Linked DNA regions of Mus musculus: region 1 is linked to region 2. Evidence: chromatin contacts called from public Hi-C data. All regions are on one chromosome and are shown on one strand. Each heading gives the region's core, a stretch centred on a gene start, on an enhancer-like site or on the middle of the called end of the contact. The rest is flanking DNA. Distances are from core to core; before and after follow the strand shown. Region 1 has its middle 57 kb from the start of Gm41458. Region 2 has its middle 17 kb from the start of Dppa2.

Region 1 (3,817 bases), core at 993-3,492, 340 kb after region 2:
TATAAAAGACTGTGTAAGGGACTTGGGTGAATATGGAATTCTTACATCATGTTTGTTGTTCACCATGACAAAGGAGAAAGAAAACACCAATGGGTTCGCAAAAACAATAAAATCTTTCATTGTTCCCACCACATAAGCAGAGTCACTGATCTATCAGGGCTACCAGACAAGGACTGGGGAGAATTGTTTCTTCTGGCAGTCCAAGTAGGAGCTGAAGAGGACCTATAAGTATAAAACCTGCAAGCATCTGGGCCAAGTTACAGTTGTAATTTTAACCAATCAGGACTTGGGGATTAGGGACTTCCCCCAGTGATCCATCCTTATCAAATGACATTGAATGTAAATGATGTGTTTTTGCCCAACCAATCAAATTCAGTTGCTCTTTCTGTTGTTAGGAACAAGAAAACTTAATTAGTTGGGGCTGGCAAGAATGCCCAGAAAGAAACTCTGAGCTCTTTTAATTCTTAAGTGTAAAAACATATATACAGACAGATAGACAGACAGACAGACATTTGGATGGATAGATGGATGGATGGGGTAGAGTCCAACCACGACACAATATCACACCATCTTTATTTTCTCTGGCATTTTTTTAATAGACAAAAGTTCTTAGAGAAAATAGCCTCAAAGAAAAATGTCACAGAAAATAGGAGTTACAGAAGGATGTTGATATTAACTTCAAAGCAGAGCTGCATTCTATATGCTCATTATAAGTCCAAAACAACAGTTTCTCATAGCTTTATCTTATCATAGTGCACAACTGTGGCTTCACCCTTGGACCTGCATGCTTTTCCTTGAACACAAATTTGTCCCAAACCTATTCCTCTTTTTAGTATAATTATGAAAGCTCATTGTATTTCTTATTATGCAGCCATTACTTAAGCTCATTGCATTTCTTATTATGCAACCTTTACTTTCTATTATGAGGAGTGGGCACATTCTATTCTTGATTCTAACTTTATTATATCTTTCTAGCAAAACAACTAAGACCATCTTTTAAAATTTTCTTCCTCATATCAAAGAAAAAACTGAGAACTGGGATAAGGGAGGCACCCAGGAATCAATGGGGATGACCTCAGCTGTGACTCACAGCATTGGGGATGTGGAACTTGAAGAGGCCACCTCTTGTAGCCAGGCAGGAACCCCAGTGGAGCAATAGAGACACCAACCCACCCACAAAACTTTTGACCCAAAATTTATTTTGTCTACTAGAAATGCAGGCATGGGGAATGGAACAGAGTCAGAGGGAATGGCCAACCAATAACTGTTCCAACTTGAGACTCGTAAGCCCATGGGTAAGCACCAATCCTTAACACTATTAATGATACTCTTGTTATGCTTGCAGTCATGGCTGTCCTCTGAGAGGCTCCACCTAGCAACTGACTCAGACAGATGCAGGCAACCACAACCAAACTCTGGATGGAGGTTGGAGATTCTTATGAAAGAATAAGAAGGATTTTGGCCCCTAAGGGGATAGGAACTTCACTAGAAAACCAACAGAACCAACTAACCTGGACCCTTGGGGTCTCTCAGAGACTGAACCACCAACCAAAGAACATGTCCTGGCTGAACCTAGGCCTCGCTGCACTTATAGCAGATGTGCAGTTCTGTCTTCATATGGGTCCTGAACAACTGGAGAAGGGGCTATCCCAAAAGCTGTTGCCTGTACATGGGATATGTTCTTCTAGCTGTGCCGCCTTGTCTGGCCTTAGTAGATGTGCCTACCCTCACAGAGACTTGATGTACTAGGTTGGTATTGAAGCATGCAGTGGTCCCAGCTGGGTAAGACCATTGATGGCATTTCTAGTTTGACAGCTTGCTTATCACATTGCAATTTCATGAATGCTAGTCAGCAGGCACGAAGCTTCTAATTCAGGTTCATCTTGATTTTTCTGTGTCCTATGTCCAAAGTGTGTGATGTCTGTAGTATTGAGTCTTCAGATCAAGTTCTGGTGGGCAGCCAAAGGCAACAGCAATAGCTTGCATTATTTCTGGGGCCTCTGGGATCTCCTTGGCTAACATGAACTCATAGGGAATGATAGAACAGCTGGCATTGCAAATGAAATCCCTATTTCAAATAAGCAGCAGAAAATGGCATCATCAAATAGGTAAAAATTGCTGTAGGTTTTGTCCTTGTTTTTGATCTTAAAGGTATAAGAGATTGGAGTAGAGAGAACAGATGATTTCAGAACACCAATGTAAAAAGGTTCAGTTTTTCTATGAGGAAGTGGGGTATATGGGTATTTTAAACAGTGTATGAAATGAAATTTAAGTCATCAAGGCAAGATGTTTGATACTATCAATGGAGCTGCTTCCTGTGCAAAGAAAAATTAGGTAGAGAGTAGCATCCCTGGAAGAAGTATGAGGATTCTGTTGTCCTTAGGGAAAGAACTATCCTGAGAGAAAAGTGTCTACAACCCCAGATAATATGAGCCAGAAGAAGGCAGCAGGGCTTTTTGCTTGCTATCTGGGGTTAATTCTGCACGAGCAAACACAGCTGCTAATAATAGGAGGACAGCGGTTAGAAGGCCCCTTAAGACAAAGAGGTGTGGATTAAAAAGAGAAATGACGCAGGCCTAGAAAAATAGCTCAGTAGTTGAAAACACACTGGTTTTGCAGAGAAACCATATTCACTTCCCATCCCCCATTTTGGACCGCTATCAATCACTTGTGACATTAGCCGCCAGGAAATGTGCTGCCTCTGGCCTCTGTGGGCACCCACAACTCACATGCACAGACCCACACACAGGAACATGATTAAAGTAAATAAATTTAAAGTGCCTATAGAAGAAAAATGATATTCAGACTAGAGCTTAGGTTAAAAAATGGGACTTCTGAACTGGAAGACTATGACAAGAACAGATGTATCACAGTTCCTAAAAGGCACTACAGAATTATGTGTGCTATTATTTCCCCTGGCTTTAAAAATCACATTTTAAGCAAAAATCAATACACACGTAAAACTATGCATGTATATGTATATATGTATTGGAATAGGAGTAAATCACTAAATCCTGTATTTGGGGAATTAAAACTGATAAAGTTTTCTTTAAATGAGAGATTATTAGGGGTGTTTGTGTTGCCTAATGTAAGTGACTGTCTACTTACTTTCCTGTTGCTGTGACAACACACACACCATAAGTGACTTAGGGGAGGAAGGCTTATTTCAGTTCACAGTTCCAGGGTATATCTCTCTGTCATGGTGAGAAAGGCATGGGGCACTTCAGAGTGCCATCTCCCTGGCACCTTACCCATCTAGGAAACAAATAATAAGACTGGAAGCAGGGGCTGGAGAGATGGCTTAGCAGTTAAGAGCACTGACTGTACTTCTAGAGGTCCTGAGTTCAAATCCCAGCAACCACATGGTGGCTCACAACTATCTGTAATGAGATCTGATGCCCTCTTCTGGTGCGTCTGAAGACAGCTACAGTGTACTCACATATAATAAAACTTAAAAAAAAAAATAAAATAAAAGGCTGGAAGCAGGACCATATAATAGCTCTCAAAGTCTGTCCCACAGTGGTGGCCTGAGCCACTGCTGAGGCCCCATGTTCCAAAGGTTTCATAATTTCACAACACAGTGCCATAACCTGTTCAAAGATATACAAGCTTATGTGGGGAGACATTTCACATTCAGCCTATGATGGCGAACCATTACAGGTGTCAATAAGTGATGTTAAAATAGTTTCTGTTGGATAGAGACAGTCCTGTGACACAGAGGATCAAAGTGAGGAAGTAATAAAGACAGAAAGTCAATATTTGCTTAAGTAGAAGAGGATTGACAGCCGTGAAGCATGCAAAGGAGAAGCCACTGCAG
Region 2 (4,330 bases), core at 1,043-3,542:
CACTGAACTGAGCGGTGATGGCTCAAGCCTTTAATCCCAGTCCTTGGGAGACAGAGGCAGACAGATCTTTGAGTTCAAGACCAGACTGGTCTACAAATTGAGTTCCAGGAAAACAGAGAAGAAAAAAAAATCATGTTACTAATCTTACTTTTTAACCATTTTTCCTTTTACTGTAAATAGACTTTTTCTCACATAATATATCCTGATTATGGTTTCCCTTCTCTCTATACCTCCCAGTCCTCTCCACATAATTCTTTTTTTTTTTTTAATAAGCTAGCCATTTGGCTATTTTTTGTCTTTGTTTATTTGTTTGTTTGTTTGTTTGTTTCGAACAGGGTTTCTCTGTGTAGCCCGGGCTGTCCTGGAACTCACTCTGTAGACCAGGCTGGCCTCGAACTCAGAAATCCACCTGCCTCTGCCTCCCAAGTGCTGGGATTAAAGGCGTGTGCCACCACCGCCCGGCATCTGTGCTCTTCAGCGCTGAGCCATCTCTCAGCTATATTCTTTCTCTTTTAAGATGCTATCTCTTTCTATGTAGCCATGTTTGAACTAAAATTTGCTGAGAAGACTAGACTGGCTTTGAATTTGAAGCAATTCTGCTGCTTATACCTCTCTCTTTTGCTATAGTTATTGTTTGTTTGCTTGTTAGAGACAGGACCTCTACCTAGCACTGGCTGTCCTGAAACACACTATGCAGATTAGACTGGCTTTGAACTCAGAGGTCCACCTTTGGAGTGCTAGAATTAAAGGCTCCCGCCAGCATTCAGCCATTTGCTTTTTGTTGCTCCAGTGTAGCCTGGAACTCATTAAGCAGCAGAATTGGACCTTGGAATTCTGATCTTCCTGCTTCCAGCTTCCAAGTGTTATGGGAATAAATGCCAGAGACGACCACACACTTATGTAACACCTCAGTTTACAATATCACATCATGGCTCTCACTTTTTGTAGTGTCCTTGATATCCCATCATCTTCAAGGCCAACAAATCTTACCAACCTTCCTAGACAGCTGTAATATGTTCCATGTTTTAAAACTTACCCTCACTTGCGGTTTCACGGCGGATTGGTACAGAGGGAGACCTTACCCTTTGCAGAGATGAAGCAGAGGGTGGGGTGGGGAGGGTGTACATGTGTTGGGAGACTGGGAGGAGAGGTGGATGCTTCAATTCAGATGTAAAGGGAATAAATAAATAAGAGAGAGAGAGAAAAAACCCTCACCCTCATTACCTGAGCCCTTTGCTCTTTGAGAATGTTAATTGTTTTAAGGTGTGTTAAATCTACTAATATCTAACCTCTTTCAGGTGCTGTGCTGACATTTGTAGTAGGTGTCATCTAAGAATACAGTTAAAAGAGGCTGGAGAGATGGCTCAGCGGTTAAGAGCACTGACAGCTCTGATTGCTCTTCCCATAAGCCCTGAGTTCAAATCCCAGCAACCACATGGTGGCTCACAACCATCTGTAATGAGATCTGACTCCCTTTTCTGGAGTGTCTGAAGACAGCTAGAGTGTACATACATATAATAAAATAAACCTTTAAAAACAAGAAAAGAATACAGGCAAAAGTGTATCTTTATAGGAGAAATGTGCTTGGTATAGTGGCGTACCTCTGCACTCCCAGTGCTTAAAGCTAGCTTGATCCACATAGTCAGTTTCAAGCTAGCTATAGCTGAATAGTGAGTCCTGGTTTCAAAACAAAAGAAACAGGCAAGATAACATTTTTCCCCAAAAGAAAGGAAAGAAAAATATAAAACTATAGAAAAAGAAAGTATTATAATAACTAGGCACATACTAGAAAGTAGGTCAGGCCAGGTGTGGTGGTATAAGCCTTTAATCCCAGCACTTGGGAAGCAGAGGCAGGTGGATCTCTGAGTTCTAGGCCAGCCTAATCAACAATGTGAGTTCTATGATAGCCAGGGCTACATAGAGAAACTCTATCTTCACCTCTCCTCTCTCTCTCTCTATTGCCCCCTGAAAAAAGTGGGTTACAGGCTTAAGTTTGGGAGTTGGGACTAATCTACTAGACAGTTCATTATTTAAATACTTGAGGGGGAAATCTTCATGTAGAACAAAAAAGTAAATACTTTCTGAATGGGTCTCTCTCTCTCTCTCAAACACACACACACACACACACACACACACACACACAGAGAGAGAGAGAGAGAGAGAGAAGAGAGCCCTGTTAGCTTCGAAATGGACTCTTGGAAGGATTAATCACCAATGATAAATGTTCACTGTCCCCCAAGAGCCGGATTCGTTGTGCTATTTTGAGCAAATCCTATTCGTCAGTGTCGACCCATAATAGCACCCATCTGTTATGCTGTTTGAGATCTGCCCATGAGGTCAGCCTAATGACCTGCTTGGCTCCAAATGACCACAAGACTAACAGGCCTGTGGCTCTCCCCAAACCACCTTCTTTGACCACTGCTGCTAAAGCCCAGCCAAGCCTCAGTTCTTCACCCTAACATAAACAAGAAACAGAGGGGGGTGTTTCCCCTTTCCCAAGTCTGCTTACCAACTCCACAGGAGAGAAGAAAGCATAGGCTTTCCGTGTCATCGATTACTGAACACAAATAGAGTATGGACTTTGAAAACACGTTGTTTGCATCCTTAGCAACACAAAGATACACAGGGGCAGGATCTCATCTTTAAAGAGCTTCCTTCATGGTTACTCTTGACAGTAGAAATGTCCTGAAAACTTTACTGAGTGACTCACCAAGTCATGTTCACTTTGCGGTCTCAGTACCTAGGGAAGGTAACGGTCATACAATAGGTGATAATGCTGTGTATTGAGAAAAAGAAATTAGGCAACTTGGGGGTTGAGATGGACCAGTGTGTAAAGGTGCCAAGACTTATGGTAACCTGAGCTGGATCCCCAAGAGTCATATGGTCAAAGGAGAGAATTCATTCCCTCAAGTTTTCCTCTGATTTTCATACCTACTTGGAGGAATGTGCACTCCCCCAATAAATAAATGTACTAATACTAAAAAAAACAAGATTAAGCAGTAAGTTATATACTGAAGATTTATGACAATCACATTTTTTGAGGCATCTATGACCGGTTTTATGCTTGTATATAAATAACCCGTTAGTAGAATTTGTTTTGTTTTGTTTTTTTTTTAAGATTTATTTATTTATTTATTTATTTATTTTATGTAAGTGAATACAGATGGTTGTGAGCCTTCATGTGGTTGTTGGGAGTTGAATTTTAAGACCTCTCTCACTCTGGTCAACCCTGACCACTCCGGTTGGCCCCCCCTCACTCAGTCCCTGCTCACTCTGTCCCAAAGATTTATTTATTATTATACATAAGTTCCCTGTAGCTGACTTCAGACACACCAGAAGAAGGTGTCAGATCTCATTACAGGTGGTTGTGGGCCACCATGTCGTTGCTGGGATTTGAACTCAGGACCTTCAGAAGAGCAGTCAGTGCTCCTAACTGCTGAGCCATCTCTCCAGCCCCTAGAATTTGTTTTCTTAAGATAACAGTTCAAGCGTTGCAGGATATCTTCTAATGACTGATCCTACCAACCCTAACTCCCAAATGTTAGCATTAGTTCAGTGTAACTCCTCCACATTCAGTTTGCTGTTGTTGTTTGGGCTCCAGGGGTCAAACTTGAGTTTGTATGACAAGTACTCTTACCCAGTAAGCGTCTCCTCAGCTCCAATTTTTCCTACTTAAACATTTAATTTGGAATCCGGAGAGACATCTCAGTGATTAAGAATGCTAGGGTCGGTGATTAAGAGCACTGGTTACCTTTACAGAGGACTCATGATGGATTCCCATGGCAGGTGAAAATTTTCCACAACTCTTGTGCCAGAGGCTCTGAGACCCTCTGCTGGTCTCTACATGAACTGCATGACCATAACAGTTTTGTAGGGGCAAAACTCCTATAAACATAAAATTCATACATCTTTAAAATCAATTAACTAATTAACTTAGTTTTTAGTGTGCAAAACAATGGTTTTCCTTATGATATTTTAACTTTTGTATATCATTGTAATGGTTTGTATATGCTTGGCCCTATGAGTGGCACTATTAGAAGGTATGGTCCTGTTGGAGCAGGTGTATCACTGTGTCTATGGGCTTAAGACCCTCATCCTAGCTGGAAGCCAGTGTTCTGTCAGCAGCCTTCAGATGAAGATGTAGAGCTCTCAGGTCTTCCTGCACCAGGCCTGCCTGGATGCTGTCATGCTCCTGCCTTGATGATTATGGACCAAACCTCTGAACCTGTAAGCTACCCCCAGTTGAATGTTGTCCTTATGAGTTGCCTTGTTTGATCCTTTGTGACTGAGTCACCCCACTCAAGATGATATTCTCAAGTTCCATCCATTT

What was found. Hi-C and Micro-C count contacts between places; a contact is called where the count stands out from the background.
Region 1: a contact with region 2 is called in a Hi-C map of the MNK3 cell line, with 3 times the contacts expected there. The contact joins two enhancer-like sites. A contact is called at or near these places in 1 of 39 promoter capture datasets (hippocampal neurons), 1 of 15 datasets of contacts at CTCF or cohesin (embryonic stem cells), 7 of 484 Hi-C or Micro-C datasets (the MNK3 cell line, embryonic stem cells and myeloid progenitors), 3 of 115 datasets of contacts at active chromatin or transcription factors (all in embryonic stem cells) and 1 of 9 other capture datasets (embryonic stem cells).

What each region holds. Positions count from the first base shown.
Region 1 is chr16:48,669,274-48,673,090 of GRCm38.p6, forward strand. No RefSeq gene overlaps it. Among named protein-coding and RNA genes, the nearest start is that of Gm41458, 57 kb to the left of the region's middle. Within about 2 kb of position 2,243, at least 39 of the 459 cell types and tissues checked have an H3K27ac peak or open chromatin away from gene starts, as enhancers often do. A contact at or near this core is called in the MNK3 cell line, where this site is marked.
Region 2 is chr16:48,324,774-48,329,103 of GRCm38.p6, forward strand. No RefSeq gene overlaps it. Among named protein-coding and RNA genes, the nearest start is that of Dppa2, 17 kb to the left of the region's middle. Within about 2 kb of position 2,293, at least 9 of the 459 cell types and tissues checked have an H3K27ac peak or open chromatin away from gene starts, as enhancers often do. A contact at or near this core is called in the MNK3 cell line, where this site is marked.